Regions from separate parts of the Rattus norvegicus genome. Here region 1 is linked to region 2. Evidence: chromatin contacts called from public Hi-C data. All regions are on one chromosome and are shown on one strand. Each heading gives the region's core, a stretch centred on a gene start, on an enhancer-like site or on the middle of the called end of the contact. The rest is flanking DNA. Distances are from core to core; before and after follow the strand shown.

The links. A called contact is a pair of places that touch in the nucleus more often than the background predicts.
Region 1: a contact with region 2 is called in a Hi-C map of kidney, with 2.7 times the contacts expected there. The contact joins the enhancer-like site here to the promoter of Rfc1 in region 2. A contact is called at or near these places in 3 of 12 Hi-C or Micro-C datasets (kidney and liver).

The regions. Positions count from the first base shown.
Region 1 is chr14:43,371,540-43,376,493 of GRCr8, forward strand. It overlaps Rfc1 (replication factor C subunit 1), which reads left to right. Exons shown (of 25, transcript NM_053547.1): 11 at 2,181-2,360. Among named protein-coding and RNA genes, the nearest start is that of Rfc1, 54 kb to the left of the region's middle. Within about 2 kb of position 3,217, at least 10 of the 93 cell types and tissues checked have an H3K27ac peak or open chromatin away from gene starts, as enhancers often do. A contact at or near this core is called in kidney and liver, where this site is marked.
Region 2 is chr14:43,317,809-43,322,355 of GRCr8, forward strand. Rfc1 (replication factor C subunit 1) reads left to right here and starts at 2,190. Exons shown (of 25, transcript NM_053547.1): 1 at 2,190-2,275. The coding sequence starts at 2,273.

The DNA.
Region 1 (4,954 bases), core at 1,967-4,466, 55 kb after region 2:
CTCTGGAAGAGCACTTAACCATAGAGGCATATTCTAAGTCCCGAAGAGAATGTGTGCACATGCACAAAAGATTTATTTATTTTTATTTCATGCATATGGGAGCTTTGCCTGCATGTATGTGTACCATGTGCTTGCAGTGCCCACAGAAGCTAGAGGGAACACTGATCCCCTGGAACTGAAACTACAGTGGCTGTGGCTCTCCATGTGGGTACTGGGAATCCATCTAAGGCCCTCTAGTAGATCAGCCATTGCTCTTTTTTCTTTGGGAGATTTTTTTTTTTTTTTTTTTTTTTTTTTTTTTTTGGTTCTTTTTTTCGGAGCTGGGGACCGAACCCAGGGCCTTGTGCTTCCTAGGTAAGCGCTCTACCACTGAGCTAAATCCCCAGCCCCTCCAGCCATTGCTCTTAACCACTGCATCATTGCTCCAGCCCCAAGTGACATGGTCTTTAATGAAACAGGACAAACATATAGGACTTGGCGATAATAGGAAGTGAGAACTATAGCTGAGTGGGTTCCAGAAATGATCTGGTGATGGCACAAACATCTGGGTAAATCAAGGCAGAGTGTTTTGATGTTGGCTGAGTTGTGATTTAGGTGATGTATCTTTGTGGGGGTGCTCAGTAGACAAGTGACTGTGAGGGATTGATTGCACGTGAACCTCTACAGTATTAGTGTGTCGCTAGTGTGGAGGGAGAACTGTCATCTAAGAAACCCTGGCTGCCAAGTGGAGGGCCTTATCACAGTTCTTTATGAAATGGACCGTGAAAACCAAAGTGGGCCTGATGAGTAGCAGGCACAGACAGACGTGAGAAAGTCTGATGGGTGGCATCAGAGTAGTGCAAGCAAGAACAGGTGTTCTTGTCTTTTTAGATTATATTAAAGGCAGGTTTACTGGGACGCTGTGAGCTCATTGGCCCCAAGGATTGAGGCCAGGGGAGTCACCACAGGGAGAGGGAAGGTGGGGGAAGAGAAAGAAAGGGCGTCCACTCATGCAGGCACAGAGAAAGAAGAGAAGGGAGTGAGAAAGGGTGTTCTTAGGATGAGTGATTGTTATGGTCCATCATGTCATGGAAGTTCCAACAAAGAGAAGACAGATGCAATCTTGTCCATTGCCCAAGTAAAACGAGTAGTGGTCCTTGCTGACCTCAGCAAGAACAGGATGAGTAGAACAGTGGAGACACTGATGCAGTGACTGGAGGGAGCAGGGGCTGTCTCTGACTCTTCTGTCAGATTTTGGGACCTTTTTCCTCGTACTGAGTTGCCTGGTCCAGCCTTAATATAAGGCTAAAAATATTAATAATATAAATATTAACATATTGCCTATCTGCAACTTGATATGGCATATTTGGTTGATACCCTTGGGAGGCCTGCCATTTTCTGAAGATAAAGGAGGATGGACAGGGGAGGTAGAACACTCAGGACACAGGAGGTTGGCTTTGAAATGCAGGAGCTTCGTTATGTGGAGGGGACTGATCAGGCCGATGCTGGGGTATGTGTCGAGCTTTGTTTAACTTCTTTTCAAAACTTTCCTCTTTTACCAATCTCAGTTCTGGTCAGAGTAATAAGGAGCACAGCATATCGTGTACTCCTTATGTAATCTGTTTGGGTGTCTAATTTAGCTGATTTATTATAAAAACTAAAAATTTGTCACCTTAGAGAGTTGCAGTTCAGACTTAGGAGGAAAGAAGCCTGGTCAGCTCTTAGATTAGCTGTTATCTTTCCAGGGGGCGTGGGTGATGCATTCCTACCTTTATGTTTCTAGCAGTTTCTCTGCTTTTCTCTCAGAGGGAGTGGGGAGAGCTCATACTAGATAAGCTTTCCAGAAGCAAAGCTGGCTTCAGCCGCAGCAGCAGGCGTCAGTGGGCTGGGTACATTTGATTGTTTACTTAGAGGTGCAGAACTAATCACTGATTTAAATGTGGAAAGTGGAGAAGGGCACTAGCAGGCAATTTGAATGTTTGCCAACAGTATGTTCTCTTTGTTCTTTTGATATCTGTTCAAAGTTAGCTATGTAAGGAGTTCAACAGGATTCACCCCAGGGTTCACTGAAGCTCCATTGTAATTTCCTAGCCAGGTTTCCTGCTGGGGTTGTTATGATGGCTGGTGCCTCGGCTGCCACTGTTCCTTTGGAAAAAGCGTCCTTACAATTTCTTCTCTGCTCCATTCTCTCGGTTTTGTAGGGAGCTGAAAACTGCTTGGAGGGCCTGACGTTCGTGATCACCGGAGTGCTGGAGTCCATCGAACGAGAAGAAGCCAAGTCTCTAATTGAACGTTATGGGGGGAAAGTAACAGGAAACGTGAGCAAGAAAACCAGCTACCTCGTCATGGGCCGGGACAGCGGGCAGTCCAAGAGTGACAAGGTGGGTTCCGCTACCTCTTCTCACAGGGCCTGCCTGCTGCAGTATGGCAGTGTGACTGCGGTACTGCCCTGGCCTTCACCCTACAGATTTGTCTTCTCTGCATCCCACATGCTGTGTTGTCTGCTGGGACTACTGTAGTAGTTTACTTCAAGGTGAAGTTTGGTTCAAGCAGTTTGGTTACTCAGTTGGAAACATAGTTGCAGTTTACTTGACTTTATATATTCTAATTTAAAACTTAAAATTTTTTAACATACAAACTTAGTTTCTTTTTTTTTAAGTTCTGAGTTTTCTGATACATACCGCTATAGATCCTATCTTACCGTTTCATTACTGGAAGTGTGAGGAAGAAGCAGGTCAGTAGTAGAGTTATACGATACCTGACTAATTGGTTTAACTTGCCCTGACAAGGTGGTAGTCACTGGCTAGGATGTTTCAGCAGCTCAGGAGCTTAACCCAGAGAGTCCCAGCCACAACCTCTGTCAGCCTTATGGGCATCAAGCCTGGCCTTGTGCTTGTGAGGTAGCTGTCTGCCAGGCAGGAAATAGAGCATTGGGGATGGTCATTATAGCTGGGATGGGTCTTACAGGCTCTGTCCCAGCAGCATTCCAGGATGCTGCCTCATTGATTGACATGGCTTCTGATTGGGGGTGCTGCTCCAAGTCAGTATCCCTCAGAGATGGACATACTGAGTCCTGCTAGCCAGAGGGTATGGAAATGATTGCCACACGAGTCAGTCGTAAGAGGGCATGGAACAGCTGGACTTTGGTTCTCCTGACTTTGTTCCTTCCTAGGGAGCAAAGGTAAAGAGAGCCACAGAAGTAATGATGCCACACCACTCTGGTCTGCACTCACTCGTGCTGGCTAGTTTATGTCAGTTCAAACTAGAGTCATTCTGTAAGAGGGAGCCTCAGTTGAGAAATGCCCCACTAGATATGCCTGAGGTGCATTTTCTTGATTGATGACTGATGTGGGAGGGCCCTGCTCACTGGGGGTGGTGCTCACTCTCACCTCAGGGCTGTTGGTCCTGGGACTATAAGAAAGCAGATTGAGCAAGCTGTGAGAGGAAAGCCAGTAAGCAGCCGTCCTCTATCAGTTTCTGCCTTGAGGTTCCTGCCCTGTTTGAGCTCCTGTCTTTCTCCCTTTTCTCAGTGACATACTTTAAGCAAGTTCCTTAAGTTGCTTTTGGTTATGTGTTTTCTCATAGTAGGAACTGTAACTAAAATGCCATTTTTTTTTTTTAAAGAATTTATTTATTATTTTATTTATCTGAGTACACCATCACTGATACATCAGAAGAGGGCATTGAATCCCATTACAGATGGGCATTATGTGGGTGCTAGGAATTGAACTCAGGACCTCTGAAAGAGCAGTCAGTGCTCTTAACCGCTGAATCATCTCGCCAGCCCTAAAATACCATCTTTAAGGAGCTTGCTTATTTGTCTGTCTGTCTGTCTGTCTGTCTGTCTGTCTGTCTGTCTGTCTGTGCTAGACATTGAACCCAGACCATGTACATGCTAGATACACTGAAATACATCTTTAATCCTTCATTCCTTGAGGAAAAGGATCTTGCCACATTGCTTAAGCTGGTCTTAAACTCTTGGATCCTTCTACCTGTTTCCTTCGTCCTGGTATTATAGGAATGTAGTGCCATGGCTGATCTTCTCCTCTCTCTCTCCTATCTAAATTCTTTGCCACGTTGTTGCTTCATAGTTCAAGTAGGTCTCAAAATCTGTATTTCCTTGCCTTTCAATCATTTCTCTCTCTCTCTCTCTTTCTGTGTGTGTGTGTGTGTGTGTGTGTGTGTGTGTGTGTGTGTGTGCGTGTGTGTGCGTGTACGCGCGCGCGTGCGTGCGTGTGCTGGAGCAATGGGCAGAAGAGGATGTTACTTATCTTTTTCTGTTACTCTCCACCTTATTCCTTTGAGATAGTCTTACTGAACCTGGGCCAAGGCCAGTGTCCAGGAAGCCACCTCTGTCTCCACCTTGGTAGAGCTGCAGTTAGAAGTACATACACAGCTGTACCCAGCTTTTGATGTAGGCACTGGGGATTTGATTTCAGGTTCTTTCGCTTGTGTACCCAGCACTCTTAGCCACTGAGCCACATCCTTAGTCCCATTTCTTTTTAATGGTTGTTTTTAAACGGTAAAGAATTTGCAAATGTGTTGTGTAGTGGCATTACCCTGTCTATCTCATAGGAGCGTTTGTGCAGTGAGAATAGCCCTTCTGAAGCCGGAGCGCCACAACGAACTTAGTGCTTTCAGTATTGATTATTTATTTATTTACATTTTCCCCTTTTTGTTTGTTTTTTTGTTTTGTTTTTTTGATCTCTGTGTAGCCCTGCTGTCCTGGAACAGCTCTGTAGATGTTGAACTCAGAGATCCACCTGCCTCTGCCTCCTAAGTGCTGGGATTAAAGGCCTGTGCCACCATCAACAGAGTTGAAACTAGGAAAACTAGCTTTATAACCTCTTTCATAATTCATATATCCATTACTGGATTTCATCTTTACTGATAATTTTGAGGTGATTTTTTTTTTCTTTTAAATTCCAGTGTTGGGGCTCAGCAGGTATGAGCACTTCTTGCTCTTGGAGAGAGC
Region 2 (4,547 bases), core at 940-3,439:
AACCCAGGGCCTTGCGCTTCCTAGGTAAGCGCTCTACCACTGAGCTAAATCCCCAGCCCCTCTTCCAGAGGTCTTGAGTTCAATCCCCAGCAACCACATGGTGGCTCACAACCATGTGTGATGGGATCTGATGCCCCTTCTGGTATGTCTGAAGATAGATACAGTGTACTCATATATAAATAAAATGAATAAATAATTACTTCTCTATGGTCACGTGGTCACGTAACCATTACACAGTAGAGCAGTAACAGAATGACTGCCACAGAGGGACCCACGCGCAGGGAAGCCCTTCTCACCAGTGACAGTTCACATGTTTCTAAGTTGGGGATTACTATTGTTGGTGAATTTTAACTTGGAACAGTGCAAAGGTGCATGTGGGGTACATGTTACAAAAAATGCGGGGTGTGCTGTTGACCTTTAATCCCAGACTTGGAGAAGCAGAGGCAGGTGAATCCATATTGAGTTCAAGGCTAGCCAGGAATACACAGGGAAATCCTGTCTATAAAAAAAAAAAAAAAAATAAGGGGTTGGGGATTTAGCTCAGTGGTAGAGCGCTTGACTAGCAAGTGCAAGGCCCTGGGTTCAGTCCCCACCTCCGAAAAAAGAGGAAAAATAAATAAATAAATAAAATCCAAAATCAGGCTGGAGAGATGGCTCAGCAGTAAGAGCACTGACTGCTCTTCCAGAGGTCCTGAGTTCAAATCCCAGCAACCACATGGTGGCTCACAACCATCTGTAATGCGATCTGATGCCTTCTTCTGGTGTCTGAAGACAGCTACAGTGTACTTACATATAATAAATAAATAAATTTTAAAAAAAACCAAACCAAAATCATGTTGCGATAGACACCTAGTAAATAAAAACTCTTGGGGTTGGGGATTTAGCTCAGTGGTAGAGCGCTTGCCTAGCAAGCGCAAGGCCCTGGGTTCGGTCCCCAGCTCCGAAAAAAAAGAAAAGAAAAAAAAAACCAAAAAACTCTTGTATTCCTGAAGGCTTTATTGCCTTTCCCTGTAGATATGTGTCACAAAATGACAAGACCCAACAAGAAGTGGTTAGAAAAAGATTTCAAAGCCAAGGCCAAAGTTGGATACTGTCCTCGTCACTAAATTCTTTGATAATCTCATGTTTTCTCTTGAAGTTGTATGTGAATGTTACTTTCTATTCCACAACCAAGTTGCTTATTTACTCACAGGAAGCTTACTGGCCCATGTGAGTCCCCACCCCTGTAATCCCAGCAGCCGGGTGGTGGAGGCAGGCCTACTTCCTCCCTCCCTGCTGAGACTTGCTTATCCTAAATCTTTCCTGATTCTAGTTTTCCTGTGGGGGTGTATCTTGGTATGTAGTGGCTTCAAAGATTTCACTATTCTTTAAGTGACTGAATGAAGCTTTAGGAAGGAATTAAGGGGCTAGTTTTCTTAGCTTGGTAGTTTTAGAACAAAGCCATTGAGGCTGGGGTTTGCCCAGTCGGTTGCATGCATTCACAGTAGCTCTGAGTTTGATCCCTTGCATTGCGTAAACCAGGAATGTTGGCATATATCTGAAATTTCAGCACTTGGGAGGCAGTTAAAAAAATCAGTTTAAGGTCATCCTCAGCTACATAGTTTACCAGGATGGAATACATGATCTTCTGTCTCAGAAAACAGCTCCTCCCCAATAAACAAAAATATTCCTTTAATGTAAACAGTCCCTTAAATGCAAACATATAACCACGCGATGGAAGACAAGGGCTCCCCGAAAGCTCTTCTTTGACTACTACTCGTGGACTCCATCTCCAATAAATAAATATATAAAAAGTAAAAAAGAGGGGTTGGGGATTTAGCTCAGTGGTAGAACGCTTGCCTAGCAAGTGCAAGGCCCTGGGTTCGGTTCTCCGCTCTGGGGGAAAAGACAGTAAAAAAGACTCGTCCACTTCTGGCAGCCGCTACAGAGGACTGCCTTTGCAGCACGTGTACGGGGAGGGGAAGGAAGCCACCTGGGAACCCGCCTTAGAGGAAGTCAGTCTCAGATCCCAAACTGGGCGTCTCTGTTAGGATCGCTCACGTATTCAGTGTCTTACAGACTTAGCAACCCTCTTGTTGCCAAGGCTGTGCGCAACTCCCGCCTCGGGGCGGGGCCGCGGGGAGCGCGCCTCCGACGTCATCACCGCGCGCCGCCTGAGCGTCTGCTACTTCGCGGGAGAAGTTGTTGGCGCCAATGTATTCCGAGCGGCGATAACGGATACCCCTCCAGTCACGGGCCTGCCCACCTGCTCCTGTTCGGTCGTGGGGCTGCGATGGTGAGCCACCCGGGAGGCGGTGCAACTACAGAGACTTTGCAGGCGGGGTGTGAACGGGACGCCGCCGCGGTGCTGGGTGGGGAGGACCATGCAGAGTGCTCCGAGGGGCCCCGTTTAGGGTTCGGGGCGCACCAGGGACGCAGCGTGCAGGGATGTGGCTGCTACGCGGCACTTTCACACCCCACCTCCCGACTCTTCGGGGAAGGGAGGAAGAAGAATTTGGACGGGGCGTTAAAAGTTACTTTCGTGTCCAGCATTGTACCAAATCTCTGTTGGAATGCTTCCTTAAGTCGTGACTTCAAGCTTTGCGAGGAAGAATGTGACGCTTGCCTTTCTCAGGGAGAAGTTGCTCGGGCCTTCAGGTTTAATCAGCTTCCTGAAGTACGTCTCAGCCGTTTAGAGAGCTGATGACACAAGGAAGTTGTTTTACTTTGTTTAGAATAATTTATAGGACTTGAACGGATAACCTGGTTTACCAGGAATAAAAAACACGGACGTTATGTATTTGACAGTTGTCATCTCTTATCACCTGTTACAAAAAGTAGTTTTTTAAAAAAACCCTCTGTTCCAACTTCAATACATAATTCTGTGTAGTGAACATTAAATAGATCGAAAGTGAAATAGTCCTTGGCATAGGAGATAGTTACAAGTTTGAAATCATCTTTAACATACAGAACAACTGAAGATGTTGAGCTAATCCACAAGATATTTAACAATCACATATATAACACACACACACATAAGTATACATGTATATATACTTTTATTATTAAGCTTGTCAGAACACCAGCATTCAAGGGAGAAAAGTGTTATACCAAATTGGAAAAAATTTCAGCTCTGTTTTTAATTCTTGGGGAGAGAAGATAGTGATGGTAGCCACCGGGAGTCAGCCTTTTTATTTTCTGGATTATGTGTGAGTTGTTTGCTTTAAATACCTTCTAGAAATTCATCTGAAGTGTTGTTCTAACAAAGATTTATTCCTATTTTAGTCATGTGTGTCTCTGTGTTTGTGTATGCATACATGTGTTTGAGGGCCCATGTTGGCCAGAGGAGGGTGTCAGACCCTCTGGAGCTGGAGTTACAGGTGGTTTTGCATGGCTTGCTGTGGGTGTTATTTATGGAAGTCAGGACCTCTGCAATGAACGGTATGCACTGCTAACCACTGAACCATCTCTTCAGCCCCCAAGTTCATTAAATTTTTATTTAACTTGTAGTGTGTATATTTTGCCTGAATATATTTCTGTGAGTATACATGCCCGGTGCCATCAGAGGCCAGAAGAGGGTGTCGAACCCTTTGGAATTAGAGTTGAACTCATGTCCTCTGAAAGGCAGCAAGTACTCTAACCACTGAGACATCTCTCCAGTCATTCCTTTGCAGTTTATAGGTGGCGCATGCCTTTAATCACAGCAGTTGGGACACAGAGGCAGGCAGATCTCTATAGGTTCGAGGCCAGCCTGCTCTATTGAGTGAGTTCCGGTATAGTCAAGGCTACACAGAGAAATCCTGTTTGGAAAAACTTAAAAAAAAATTATGAGTGTTTTGTCTGCATGCATGTATGTGCTGCATATGCAGTCCTGGTCCCAAGAAGGTCAGAAGAGTACAGAACTGGAGTCATAGATGGGTGTGAACCATCATGTGAGTGATGGAAACTGAAGTCAGGTTCTTTGCAAGAGAACCAAGTGTTCCCACTCACTGAACCATATCTCAAACCTCCCAAGTTCATTTTGTTTTGTTTTTGTTTGTTTTATTTTTTGAGACAGGGTCTCTACGTAGTCCAGGCTGTTCTAGAGCTTACTATGTAGAGCAGGCTGGACTTGAACTCACAGCGATGTTTCTGCCTCTGCCTCCTGAGTACTGAGATTAAAGTCCCTTGCTTTCATGCTCAGCTCCAAGTTCATTTTGAAGGAGAATTTTGGGTAATAGTACCATGTATCAGGTCTTGAAATTAAAATGTTTATAGATTAGGCACATCTGAACTCATGATCCTCTTGCCTCAACTTGTAGGCCCTCCACAGTCAAGTTTTATAACAGTAAAGATACTTTTTAAACAGTTTGCCATACAACTAGTAGGTGGTTAAACTAGAGAACCTAGGCATTTTTGACCACTACATTATTCTGCCCCCCTAAAACGATCAGCGTTACATTTTGGAATTTAGGTATTTTGGTATTGTGGAAAGTTAATGAGATTTTGATGATGGAGTATGAGGTAAAGACTGTTTAATAGTTAATATTAGTATCTAGACCTGTACAAGTAAATTAACTTCTGTGACT